Linked DNA regions of Oryza sativa: region 2 is linked to region 1. A link is a contact called in public ChIA-PET data. All regions are on one chromosome and are shown on one strand. The core of a region is the stretch at or near the end of the contact, and the rest is flanking DNA. Distances in the headings are between cores, read along the strand shown. Region 1 holds the start of LOC107280052 (ethylene-responsive transcription factor ERF039). Region 2 holds the start of LOC4328807.

Evidence for each region. ChIA-PET counts read pairs in DNA pulled down with a chosen protein or histone mark.
Region 2: a contact with region 1 is called in an H3K27ac ChIA-PET map of leaf, with 9 times the contacts expected there. The contact joins the promoter of LOC4328807 here to the promoter of LOC107280052 in region 1. A contact is called at or near these places in 12 of 15 Hi-C or Micro-C datasets (leaf, leaf mesophyll, panicle and 2 more) and 3 of 4 datasets of contacts at active chromatin or transcription factors (leaf and seedling).

What each region holds. Positions count from the first base shown.
Region 1 is chr2:7,386,612-7,393,378 of ASM3414082v1, reverse strand. It overlaps LOC107280052 (ethylene-responsive transcription factor ERF039), which reads right to left and starts at 3,158. Exons shown (of 1, transcript XM_015769257.3): 1 at 1,966-3,158. The coding sequence starts at 3,056. The coding sequence ends at 2,313.
Region 2 is chr2:7,452,730-7,459,496 of ASM3414082v1, reverse strand. It overlaps LOC4328807, which reads right to left and starts at 3,046. Exons shown (of 3, transcript XM_015767931.3): 1 at 2,742-3,046; 2 at 1,503-1,999; 3 at 530-1,420. The coding sequence starts at 1,988. The coding sequence ends at 710.

The DNA.
Region 1 (6,767 bases), core at 1,909-4,408:
TGGCTTTGTCCGAATGTGGGGATATATAGCTGGATATATAGGTCGAGATTTTTAGCGGCATATAAAATGAGATTAGGTATTAGTATATAATTAATTAAGTACTAACTATTATAAAATAAAAATAGATTTATTTTTTAAAAGAATATATATAAAGTTTTTACGATACACATCATTTAATGGTTTGAAAAACGTGTTTATGATAGATGAGAAAGGTAGCTGAGTCAAAAAGCTAATAAAAACTCCTCCTAAGTTGTTTAAGAAAACATTAACTTTTTTAAATACTTGTCCAGTTACACAATCAGAAATTAAGTTTTTTTTAAGCGGAGTAATATATCTGTCTTTTTGTTTTTCTCTCCCATGTGGTGGTCCTGTGAAACTCTCTGCGCATTGTCTGAAGGATTACATTTGCGACCAATTAATCGAGCTCACTCCAGAACAGTGCAGACAAGCCTTACTACCTAGCAGCAGCATGACGTACTTGGACCTGGACAAAACTCTGAATATTCTGAAAAAACCACACACATGCATATTGACATGCACACCAAGAAGCACTGTTCACTTGGAGAAAACCTCTGACCAGTCATTACTCAGATGGAGCTGGCATCTCTCCCAACCACAACCTAGCTATATAATAGACTGGAAATGGCTCTCTTCCAATCAGTGGCTGTCCAAGAAAAATGACAAGAAACGAACAAAAGGATGGAACCAAAAAAAAAAAAAGGTATAGTACAACCAAATATTTGGACGATAGATGCATGGCGATATTTTTGGGGTGCATTACATGGATTGAGCCATATATCTTGTTGCTTTCTTAATTTCACACCATCCAAAAAATACAACAGACAACTCTCTAGCTAGCTTAATTGCTTTTGCGTGTCCGTGAGAGAGATGTACTGAAGTGTGTGTCCCTCTCTCAAATAATAATCAATATATATATATATATATATATATATATATATATATATATATATATATATAGGATTAATTAATCAATTAAGCACACAATTAAACCTATACCCATCTATCCCTAAAATATCAACTTCCGGAGGTACGGCCAAATTCATCCTTAAAAATTAATTATTTTTAGGACGGAAAGTGTGTAGCTAGCTACGGCAGCGTACTTGCAATCTCATTTTTTCGCTTATACTTATAAGCCAATATTTAAATTTTTAATTTTAAATTTAGAGTTGATTCTAGGGTTTTTTTAATTGTAGTTTTATTTTTCAACCTTTACTTTTATATCACCAAGAACGCGTATATAAAAGTTTTATTCATAAATTATTTTTCGTTTACAAATATACCATTTTACTTATTCCTTGAATAAGCCAAAAGATGGCCCGTTGGACTAGTTGCTGACCAAATAATTACTAAAGCAGTGAAAGAAAGTTACATTTTGATCAAATTAAGTTAAGTTCAATTTTCACCACACGCACAAAAATGGCTGCCTCAGTACTACTAGTCAGTAGTGCTTCGGCTACTTTTTCCTTACACTTTATAATTAGGATGAGTGATCAAAGAACACTAGCTAGTTAATTACCCAATTGATAGCAATGGTACTAAATTAAAGCCGTCATTTGAAGTTGTTGCTTAATCAATTGCCCCCTGCACTGAATATATATGCATGCAGGAACCTAGCTGCTAGCTAGGAGTTGTACATATACTCCCTATGTTTCACGCCGTTGACTTTTTATCATATGTTTGACCGTTCGTCTTATTAAAAAATTAAGTAATTATTAATTCTTTTCCTATCATTTGATTCATTATTAAATATATTTTTATGTAGACATATAATTTTACGTATCTCATAAAAGTTTTTAAATAAGACGAACGGTAAAACATGTGCTAAAAAGTCAACGGTGTCAAACATTTCGAAACGGATGGAGTATATAATGATAATATAGTAATGGTTGAGGAGGAGGAGGATTCAATTATGGACCATTGATGGCCAAATTAACAATGTAGTGCTTGCATGTAAAGATTTTTATTATACATAATTAAGTCATTAATGACTTAGCTTAGTTGACACTCTGCAGGTAGAGCCACTAGGCAAGAGGGAAGACAAATTCAGAAGACAAGAGCCCCAAACTGAACAAAAAGGCAAAGCTACAGGACACTTGAAACGAAAGGGGAAAAAATCAAGCAGAAATATATATTAAGCCTGCCTGAAAAAAGATTAAAAAAAGAAGAAAAAAAACTGGAAACCTATGTACAGATTTAGGAAGCTGGAAAAAAAAGGAGAGATTAAAATTAAAGAAGCTAGAGCTGTTAATTACTTGGTAATTAATTAGAGATTAATTATTATTATGATCGAATCACAGGTTCCATAAGAGGGCACCAACCGACTGGGCCCATCCATGGTGGTCGGCGTCGAGGCCGAACAGGTCGTCGTGCGCCGCGGCCGCCGCCGCCGCCGCGGCGGCCGCCGCGTAGCCGCCGTCGATCCAGACGGGGTCGCACCACGGGTGTTCCGCCGCCGTGTCCTGGAACGCGGCGCCGAACACGAGCTCGGCGGCGTCCAGCTCGTCGAGCCGCGGCAGCTCGACGATCGCCTCGAGCTCGTCGTCCGCCGCGCCGGCGCCGCTGACACCGCCGTTCTTGGGCGTCAGGAATGCGGCGGCGGCGGAGTCGGCCTGCACGGTGAGCGACGACGGCGGCGGCTGGGGGGGCTCCATGGCGGCGGCGCGGGCGGCGGCGGCCTGGACGTCGCGCGGGGAGGCGGAGGCCGGGCGCGGGAGCGAGGCGGCCATGTCCGGGAAGTTGAGGACGGCGGCGGGGCCCTTGACGACGAGTGCGGCGGCGTCGTGGGCGCGCGCGGCCATCTCCGGCGTCGGGAACGTGCCGAGCCAGATGCGCGACTTCTTCCGGGGCTCCCTGATCTCCGACACCCACTTCCCCCACGCCCGCATCCGCACGCCGCGGTACGACGGGTGCCTCCCGCCATCCCCTGATCTCCCCCTCTTCTCCCCTCCTCCTCCTCCCCTCCTCCCCTCCACCGGCGACTCCGGCGGCGACGCCCCACCCGACGACGCAGGGCTACACACCTCCAGCTCCGGCATTGCGGCCAAAGCAAAGCCTCGAGCTCGAGCTGGAGCTTGAGGTAGCAATGGAGGAGGAGTGAGGCTGCGTCGAGGAGGTGGATGAGTTGCCCGTTTTAGTAGTAGTGGGCGGCAGCGGGTGAAGAGGAGAGAGGAGAGAGAGAGAGAGAGAGAGAGCTCCGTGTTCACAGCGACAGCTGAGCTAACCTCCTCACCTCGATCGAGCTCGCCTCTCAATGGCTAATTAACTGAGCTAATGACGCATTAGCAGTATAACCACGTAGTACTGGCAGTGTGTGTCAGCTGCAACCCATCATTGTGTGGCTAACTATGGCTATTATATATGAGATTTTTTCCGGTCCAACGAAAAGTATCTCGATATACCGGTACCTGACGTTACCAAATTGTTTTCGATCGTTGGATCGAGCTGGTCAGGATGTGCATTGTTAGATTCAACAATTAGAAAATGATTTGGTACCGATATCTCGAGATATTTTTTTGTTGAACCGAAGTAAATCTTATTATATATATAATCTATAGTTAATTAGTCCCTTTATCCCTAAATATTTAACGCCGTTGACTTTTTTAAACATGTTTGACCGTTCGTCTTATTTAAAAACTTAAGTGGTAGTAGCATATTTAACAATGAATCAAATGATATGAAAAGAATTATTAATTAATTAAAATTTTTAAATAAGATAAACGGTTAAATATGTTTTAAAAAATCAACGGCGTCAAAATATCTGGAGAAGGAGAGAGTAGATAGATAGAAGAAATATATAGCGCCGCCATAATGCCGTATAGTTACGGGGACCCGATTTGGAGTTGATGTACGTACGGTTGACGAACCATGCAAGGATTCGTTGGGTTGCTTACACTTTTTTGGTTGGTTTAAGTACCTAAGTGGTTAGACTGGTACACACATTGCAAGCCGTTGCATGCAGTACACTGCTTTAGTTTCGATCGACCGTTCGATCTCCGATTTAATTCGTTGCATATGCACCCAGCTCTGATTGATTTTGCTACGTACTCTCTCCGTTTCAACTTAGGCCTGTTTATTTCAGCTTAAGATTATTATAATATAGATTATTAAATCAGATTACTATAAGCTGGATTATAATAAACTGACATAGAATAAGCTGTTAGCCTTTTGATTCTCTGGATTATTAGCTGTTATTCACCCAATAATTTAGAAAAAGCACCTTTAGAGTGGATTATCATATTATAATAATCCGGCTTATAGATTATAATAATCAATCATAATAAGCTATCTGTTTGTTTCAGCTTACTCCTAATAATTCAGATTATCATAATCCTAAACTGAATCAAACGTGGTCTTAATTACTAGTCGTTTCGGATTAGTTATTATAAATCAAATGTGTCTAGCTAGCTAACTTTGACTATTAATTTTTGAAAATCTGCATGGTTTGGCAACATTATGATAGGATTTCTCATGATAAATCTAAATATATAAATCTTGTGATGTGTCAAACTATATAAGTTTAATTATATAAATTCATATTCAAAGATTAATATCATTGACCAATTAAGGACAAATCTAGAACAAGTAATTTGAGATGAAGGGAGTACTTTTGATCACCTGTAATAATTAAGCAACTAATTTTGGATTTAATTTTTGTGTACACAGCGATTTCCTTAATTTGGAACGCAAGGATTTTAGGAACGCGTACATAATTGCAAGGGAAATATTTCATAAGTGAGGTTCTAAAAATAATAGGCCAAATTTGGTTTGGTTCGGAACTTCGGATTTAGTTTCTGTTTATACCAAGTTCATGCTCTTGATGCATTCATGTGGCAATTTAAATATTTAATCAGACTAGAAAAAATGCCCGTGCATTGCAACGCGTGAGGTTTCTTTTGATTATTATTATATGGTTTAGTTAAGGTAAAATTCACCGTGAGAATTCGCTTGGATTTGTTTAGTTTTACAGAATCATGAGCGGCAATTAGGAGTCTGATCGTCTCAAGTTAGCATGCGAGTTTTTTTAAAGAGATTTCTTATACGACTCTTCTTCTGTATTTCCAAAAGCATTTGAATTTAAAAACCGACTCAAACACATATATGTATTTTTAAAAACGAGTGAATTTAAAAACCGAGTCAAACACGAATGACATACCAAAGTACCTGAAAATTATGAGCTGGTCTGGTACCATGCATGCGTGTATTATATTATATATATACTACTAGCACATAAGTGGTTCCCTCGTTAATCGGACAAAAATGGAAATGTTGTAACTTTGGTTGAATATATACTAGCTGAATGCGTCATAATTAAAAAAAAATGCAAATTATGATTAACTAATGTTAAAAAAATTTTAAAAAATAATGGAGAATATAAACACTACTACATGACAAATACGACAAACACCCATGGGTCGTCTTCCGGCTAGCTCCACAAGATAGCGGGCTAAATGATCTGGGTTCGAAGTCTCACCCCTTCTAATTATTTCATATTAGGTCGTTCCCTAATATTCGTGTTTTTTACTACATGACAAATATACACATTCACAAATACTTCAGTACAGAATTTCTGGTTTGATTCATAAAGCAACTCATAGTAAAATCTAGCCATGAAACTAAATGAGCAGAAAGATCTGGCTAGATATGTACTACGATCCCCAATTGCACGTGTCCAGGTCTTGTATGCTGGTAAACAAATGTGTAACATTTATCTCCATGATAAATAAACTAGGAATCATGTGGCTTGGTTGTTATGAAACCACACGATAAGTTATTTTAGCTAGGGTGGTGACTGCAGGTCAAACAATCAACCACCACATATACCCACATTTTGCCTGTAATTTACTTCATTATAGAGGAGCTTCTGATCACTTTTATACATCTACCTGTATAAATCAATATCCATGTTGGGTTAATTATCTCTGCTTGTGCACAGAACTGGAATATCACTGGTCGATTTCATCCTTCCTCTGCCAAGACTACAAACAATTGTGATTGATTCCCAAATAATTAGTAGACAGATTAACTTATCACACTGTGAATTAACCTTATCTATTGACCTTTGCTACAATGTGTGTATGGTCCCCTTAAAAGGACCTCTGTTATAAATATAATGATACAGTAATCAATTAATTAGAATGACTAGAAAGTCCAGATTCTAGAAAGAATCCATCAAGCAGAATCTCAACCTACTACTGGGCCGCCAAAAGCCTAAGGCCCAATTAGACACCACAGCTGTATAAGTATAATCTTGTCTTCAAAATTTTAAAAAAGAGAAATGTGTCCTCTAAAAGAGGGAAAAGAATTTAGCTATACTTCATATGTGGTTCGTGGATTCAACAGTAATTAATTTCCAAAATATGCATGTGATGCGCTATATATATGCATGCATGAATCGGCAGCTGTTGCAGATGAAGAATCTGAAATGAAATTATTCTGTACTAGCTGTACATGCCTGCCTAGTTAAACAGCATCACCACTGTGAGAATTATTATTTTGACGGTGTACAAGTGGGACCTGACAACCCATTCTGTTCTCTTTCTTTCATGGCCGCCTAGCCTAGCTAGCAAGCTTCCTCTGGCATGATGACGTGTGTCGTGATGTCAGCGTACGTCAACAACGCTCGGTTAATTTGGCCCTGTTTAGTTATCAAAACAAAGAATTTTACATCATCACATTGAATGTTTGTACACATACATAAAGTATTAAATATAGACAAAACAAAAAAACCAATTACACAGATTACGTGT
Region 2 (6,767 bases), core at 1,797-4,296, 66 kb before region 1:
TAGAGCTCCAACTCATAAATTTAACTTTAGGAATTGGGTTTAGAGTGGAGTTGTAGAGCAGCCTAAACCCAGCTCCACCTCTGTAGTTCATTTTCTCTAATTCATTTTGTGAGAACACACTCCAAGCAGCTCCACACTCATTTTAAATAGAGCTGAAACTGTTTAGCTAGACTTCAGCTCCACCTTTGAGTCCCCGAGGGTAAATTCGTGTGATTTTGGGGTAAATTAGGTTACGTACGGTAAATTCGGGTGTAATCTGGAAGCTGTGCCTGAGCGTGTTAAGCATTTTATTAGTTGGAAATTTTATAGTATTTGTTGATTGTTGACAATTGAAATTTCTAGTTGGTATTTTTTTAGTCCGTAAGATGCAAATCTAAAGGGAGATAATTTTTCTCAAAAATCACCCGACGGATGCATAGGCAATTCCTCTTTTGTTACGCCATTTATACTGGCGTGGCGGTAGTTAAATGCCACGCCATGTTTGCTAGCAAGGCACTATCTTGGCAACCACAACATCCACACAGATTGATAGCCAAATGGAGGACATGAAAATGCCATATCTTACTGGTGGGTGTCAACTGAGTACAGCTTCTACAGGGCATTGCCTAGTTCCATCTTTAACCATAAACATCAGAATTCAAGATACAAATCACACATGAGCAGCTCTTTCCTTTCACCTATATGTTGTTTGGCCTCAGAATAGGGAAACCTACCTCCTGTTCCTTTCATAATCTGTCCACATCTTCTTCGCAATATAATCTCTCAAAGCATCACCCATGCTACATTGGTTGTTCAGTTCTTCGACATCATTGCCATAAGCATCATCCCCACTGGGTAAAACTACAGTTCTACGGGATGAAACTGGCATTGCCTGGTTAAATGCCCACCCATCATCATCATCATCATCTTTTTGGCCCTGCATTATATTGTGCAGCACCACTGCTGCTGCTGGGATTTTCGCTTGAGTTTCTATCTGATAGAATGTTGCGACATTTAAAATTGGGAACCTCATCTTCAATAGCGCTGTGGCACGCTTTATGTTGTTGCGCAGCTTTGAGTGACGAAGGTTGAACAACTCCTTGTAGTCACTTGGCTGACAATTGCTCTGCTCCTCCTCTTCAATATGGTATGCAGCTTCTCTATAAGGAGCAAGAAAAGATGGTGTGTTTGCATAACCCCTATCAACCAAATAATACTTGTTACTTGGGACTTCAAATCCAGACTCCACAGCAGCATATAGGACTGCCGCGTCGGATGCAGACCCTTCGTGGCCACTGCACACATGGACAAAATTCAAATCAAAGTCACAAGCCAGCATCACATTTTGAGAAAGGGAATCTTCTATATTTCGATATGGAGCTGCTTCATAGTCTGATATTGTGATAGGTACATGAACTCCATCGATTGCCCCTATACAGTTCTGCAAGGAAACACACTACTGATTCAGATGTAGCAGAGAAGTGTAGAACTTCATACAATGCAAAGAGACAGGTTAAACCTACCTTAAAATAAGGCCCATATTGCGGATCAGATGATATTTTCCAATGAGTCTCAGTTGAAGGATGCTTGACAAACTCATCTGTCAATGAGGTGATTGCATCAAAGCATGCCTTGATATGTCTATGGATAGTCTCCCTACTGTGCTCAAATCTATCACTCATTTTCTGAAAGCTGGCATTTCGAGAGAGCATATAAATAAACATGCCAATTTGCTCTTCCACAGAAACGCCTCTTGTATTCCGCAAAAGATTCTTTGACCTAAGAAGGTCTGAAAATTTCTGAAGAATTTGAGGCTCCATTCGAAATTTGGCATAGCCTTCACCACGGTCATCTTCAAGCACTTCACAAATCCACTCTGCACCACTGAACTTCGATGTATGACATGGCTCTTCGCTTCCAGTAGAAACAAGATATAGTGTAGGCAAGATAAAAAACATCATGTCATCATCTTCATCTTCCTCAGAGTCAGTAAGATCTTCAGGATCCATTTTCTCAAAATCTATTAGAATCCGAGTAGATTAATTTTAGAATGATGAACTGATAAGAATATCAAATGCCTAAAACAATGATGAAAATTCGAGTGCTGGCTGCAAAACCCCTGAGGAGTTAAACAAAAGCATAACAATATTTGTAGTTTTATGCGTGAAATACAGGCCAACAATCCGAGTCCCAAGATTTTACATTCTTTGTAGTTGAACAAATTACACAACAACTTAATTTTAAATCAAGGAAATACAGATCATATTTGTAACAAAGCAACCTTGCATCAAAATTTTGGCTCGCAATTTCGCATAGTTTATGATCCAGAACACATGCTACTGTCTATATTTTAAAAAATACTCTACAGATGAGCCCATCCCCCTTGGTATTCCTCCAAACAACAGAGGAATGTGAAAGAAGTCACACGAATGATTCAAGGAAAGGCCCTCAGTTATACTGTTGAGGCAGTGCAGCCAACTTCAGCGTCGCATCAGCTACCTAACTAAGGACGATTGGTGAAATGCCAATAAATCCTTCCTACTCCTATACATTACCGCGGCCGCATCAAAGTAACAGAAATAGCAAATCCCACAGCACAGATGATGCAGAACATAGCGGCATTTACACATCAGTAGAACACACAGTGAATCGATCCTATCTCTCAACTAATTGATGGATACATCCGTAGCCGCATGAAGCACAAATGCACAATGGATTGCTGTTAGCTATTCAAATGATTGGAGAAGTATGTGCTCTTTTACCTGAGGATCGGAAACGGAACCGGAACCTTCAACTTGGCCGGAAAACAAGGGCGAAGTAGCCGAGGCCGCCCAAGTCGCCGCCGGCGGGGGGATGGCGACGGAGCCGGGACGGAAGAAGCAGCCCTTCTAGCCGACGGGAAGAGCGCGCAGGCGAGGAGAGGAGGATCTCGGAGGCAGCGAGGTCACCGGACCCGACCGACGGGCGAGCGATTCGACGGCGACGAGGGCACGCAAGCGGAAGCGGCAGCGGCGACGGCGACGGCGACGGCAACGGCGAGGAAACCCTTGCCGAGTTGACTAGCCTTGTCTGGAATTCTGGATGGGCCGCCAGATAATTACCAGGCCCACATAAACTTGTGGGTCTTAACAGAGGTCCATTAAAAAGCTTAAGGAATAAGTTCACTTTGGGGCCCTCCATTTGTCGCCCCTGTCCGATTTTCGTTTAGTCACAAAACCGGATACGACGGGTCCCCCAACTTACGGAACAGTTTAAATGGGCCCCTCAACAGTATTATATCTGGTTTTGGCTGAGGTAGCACCTATGTGACTCATTTTGACTAGGTTTTTGTCTAACGTGTTGTTGACGTGACGCTTACGTGGTAATTAGATCCGATAAAATAATAAAACTTGTGGGACCCACATGTCAGTTTCACACACAAATAATAAAAAATGATGGGCCCATGTGGACCCACACGTCATCATCACTACCTCTTCTCTCTATCTCCTCTCCCTCTATCCTCTCTCTCCCTCCTCTCTCTCAAGCCGGCGGAGCGTGGTGGGTGGCGGCCGGAGCGGGCGACGGTGGGGTGGAGCATAGGGATGGTCGGCGGTCAGAGCGGCGCCGTGTCATGGCGCGAAGCGGCCAGTTGGCGGCCGGAGCAGCGAGGCGGGCGGCCGACGGCAAGGCAAAGCCATTGGGCGGAGTAGAGGGGTGGCCGGAGCAGCGTGGCGAAGCCGTTGGGCGGAGCGGTGGTAGAGCAGAGGGGTGGAGCCAATGGGCGAAGTGGGGTGGTCAGCGGCCGGTCGACGGCCGGAGCGGCGGCGGGGAAGAAGAGGAGGAGCGGTGCGTCGTGGGCGGAGCAGAGGGGCGGAGCGGCCGGCCGGCGGGGGAGAAGTCGTGGCGGTGGCCAAAGGGGCACGCGACGGCGACCGGCGGGAGCGGAGCAACCCATACCTGCATCCCTGACGAACGGACCGCCGGCGGCGGCGGCGATGGAGCTCCTCCCTACCATGAGGCAGAGGGAGGTGATGCAGGTGGCGCACGTGCGGTGCATCGAGGTGGCGGTGTGGTTGGGGACGAGGAGGGTGACCCTAGGGAGGATGCGGCGGCGAGGTGCGCGGCGGCGGGGGAGGTGGTGGGGAGCGCTGCTGGGGTTGGGAGGAGCGCCAGGATGGACATGGCAATCGCCACCGCGGCGGTCGTGGCGATGGGTACGGGGAGCCGTGTCATCTACAAGCTCGTCTCGTGGCCGCGGCATGCCGCCGCCCCGCCACTCCGCCTGGCCCTCCGCTCCGCCGCCGCTCCGCCGGCTGTGAGGCGGCGCCGCGGCGCGATGATGAAGAAGAGGGAGTGCGTGGAGCGCCGCCTTGCCCCTCGCCTGCTCCGGTCGCCGCCGCTTTGCCGGCCTACTCCGGTTGCGGCCCGGCCCGCCCCTCTCGGCCCCACCCATCGCTTGCTCTGGCTGCGAGAGAGAGAGGAATTATTTTGTGTGTAGCTGACATATGGGTCCCACGATTTTTATTATTTTGTGGGGATAAAATTGCCATGTAAACGCCATGTCAATGCCACGTGGGACGAATATCAGTCAAAGGAGCCATGCAAGTGCCACGTCAGTCAATTAAAACTACGCTCCATACTGCTAGGGGACCTCGTTTGCCCGGTTTTCGTAAGTTGGGGGACGGGTTATACCCGGTTTTGCGGTTAAGGGATGAAAATCGAACTGACGAAGAAATAGAGGGACCTAAAGTGAACTTATTCCAAAGCTTAATAATGAACAGACAACTCCAGGCCCATTATCGTTAAAGGGCCGGCCCACCGGTCCACATGTATGGGCCGTAATTCAAGCCCATACACCCCTATGGACCGAAATTGTTGACGAAAAACAAATGGGCTGAATTCCAAACCTCGTCTTCACGGTGCAGACACGAACAAGTTCGCATCGCATATGCAACTGCAGAGCGCGCGGAGACGACCGAGTTCAAACGGCCACGTTCTCCACTCCCTCCCGCGCGCGCGGCGCCGACGAGGCTTTTTGACGCAACCGCCGCCGACGCTCCCCCTCTCAACGGCTCGATCGATCGATCGCGCGCCTCCGCCTATAAATTCTTGCCACTTCTGTCGATCGCCGCGGCACACCATCAATCACACGTACGAGCAGTTTCCGCTTCTTTCTTCTTCGATCTCCGGCAATCGCTCCATCGATCGGCGCTTTCATCAGTCAGTCAGGCATGGCGGCTGTCGCGGCTTCGTCTCGTCTCCGTCTCCTCCCGTGGCTGTCCTCGCCGCCGGCGCGGCGGCGGCGGCGGCAGGGGAGCAGTACCGCGTCGGTGGCCCCGACGGGTGGATCGCCCCGCCGCCGGAGGAGGAGGAGTTGTACTACTCCCGGTGGGCGTCGTCCATCGCCTTCTACGTCGGCGACTCCATCGGTAACGAATCAACGGCAGTTTCATCTCATCGTCGTCAACTCGTCATCGATCTCCTCTTCTTTAATTTTGCATTCGCATTCGCATCCATGGCGTGTGGTGGCAGAGTTCGAGTACAGGAACGACTCGGTGATCAAGGTGAGCAAGGCGGGGTACTACCACTGCAACGAGACGGCCGGCGTCGACGCCGGCGACGCCCCCGTGCCGGGCGACGGCGCCAGGGTGTTCTACCTCTAGGTCCCCGGCTTCGCCTACTTCGCCAGCCCCGACCTCGGCCGCTGCAACGAGGGCCAGAGGCTCATGATCAACGTCCTCGCCGCCGTGCCGCCGGCAGCAGCGCCGGCGCCGTCGACGGACTACGACACCGGAGCGGCGGCGGGATCCGCGTTCGCCGCGGCGTCGTTCTTCGCTCCCGTCGTGTCGGCTGCCGCGATGGCCATGGCCGGCTTGGTTTGACACTTTGATAAACTATCAAGCGCGTAATATCTACTGTAGGATTGTAATTTCATTTAGGATTAATGATTGCTCGAATTAACTTGCTTAATTCAGGGTTGTTCAAGCAGTGTCGTTGCTGTCGATAATTTAGGATCAGTGTTTGTTCAAGTTCAAACTGTTAGTTTGTGTTAATTAAATGGAGTGTGTCATCTTGTACGTATTTGCATTTTCGATCGATGAATGTGGCGTTTCATGTGTTCAATTCAGTGTAATTAATAGCCGCTTTGTTCCTTTGAGATTATGGCTGACGGTTCTTGTTTGCAATCGTGCACCCTGTTTGTCGATAACTTGAATTAACGAAACTGCTAACCTTCATTGATAGAAAATGGACTTCCAAATGTTGTAGATTTTGTATCATCGGATGTGCTTTTGTGATTCCTGTTACCACCCTTCTCCTTCAGCTCAAACAACCTCCTCATCTTTTCCAACCCCAAGCCTCACTAGGGACCTACGGATTAGGGTCATTGGGGTGGAGGGAGGGGGAAGGGGGGATGTCGTCGGCTTTAGAGGAACGGACATGGGAGGGTAACCCGTGGTGAGCAGCGAGGCAGCCGCGGCGCCGCCGAAGCCACGGGATCATAAGCATGCGACGGGCTAGTGTTGGCTGCAGGAGACAAAGCAGAAGGAATGGTTAGAAGCGACGGTCAGTGGTGGTGGATCTAGCTGAGCGGGGGCAACTCACCCCGCTGGCTTGAGAAAAAAGAGAGGAGAGGGAGTGAAAGAAGGCAAGATTGGGAGGCCTTGCCAGAGTCATTGACACATTTCGGCCAGCCAGACCTTGGCACGCTGGGGCGAAGGTGGTGGAGATGGTGCAGATCGCGATTAGACGCCTGTGATAGCATTGGCAGCGTGTGGGGGAGTTGGGAGAAGGGGGGCGGAGAGAGAGAG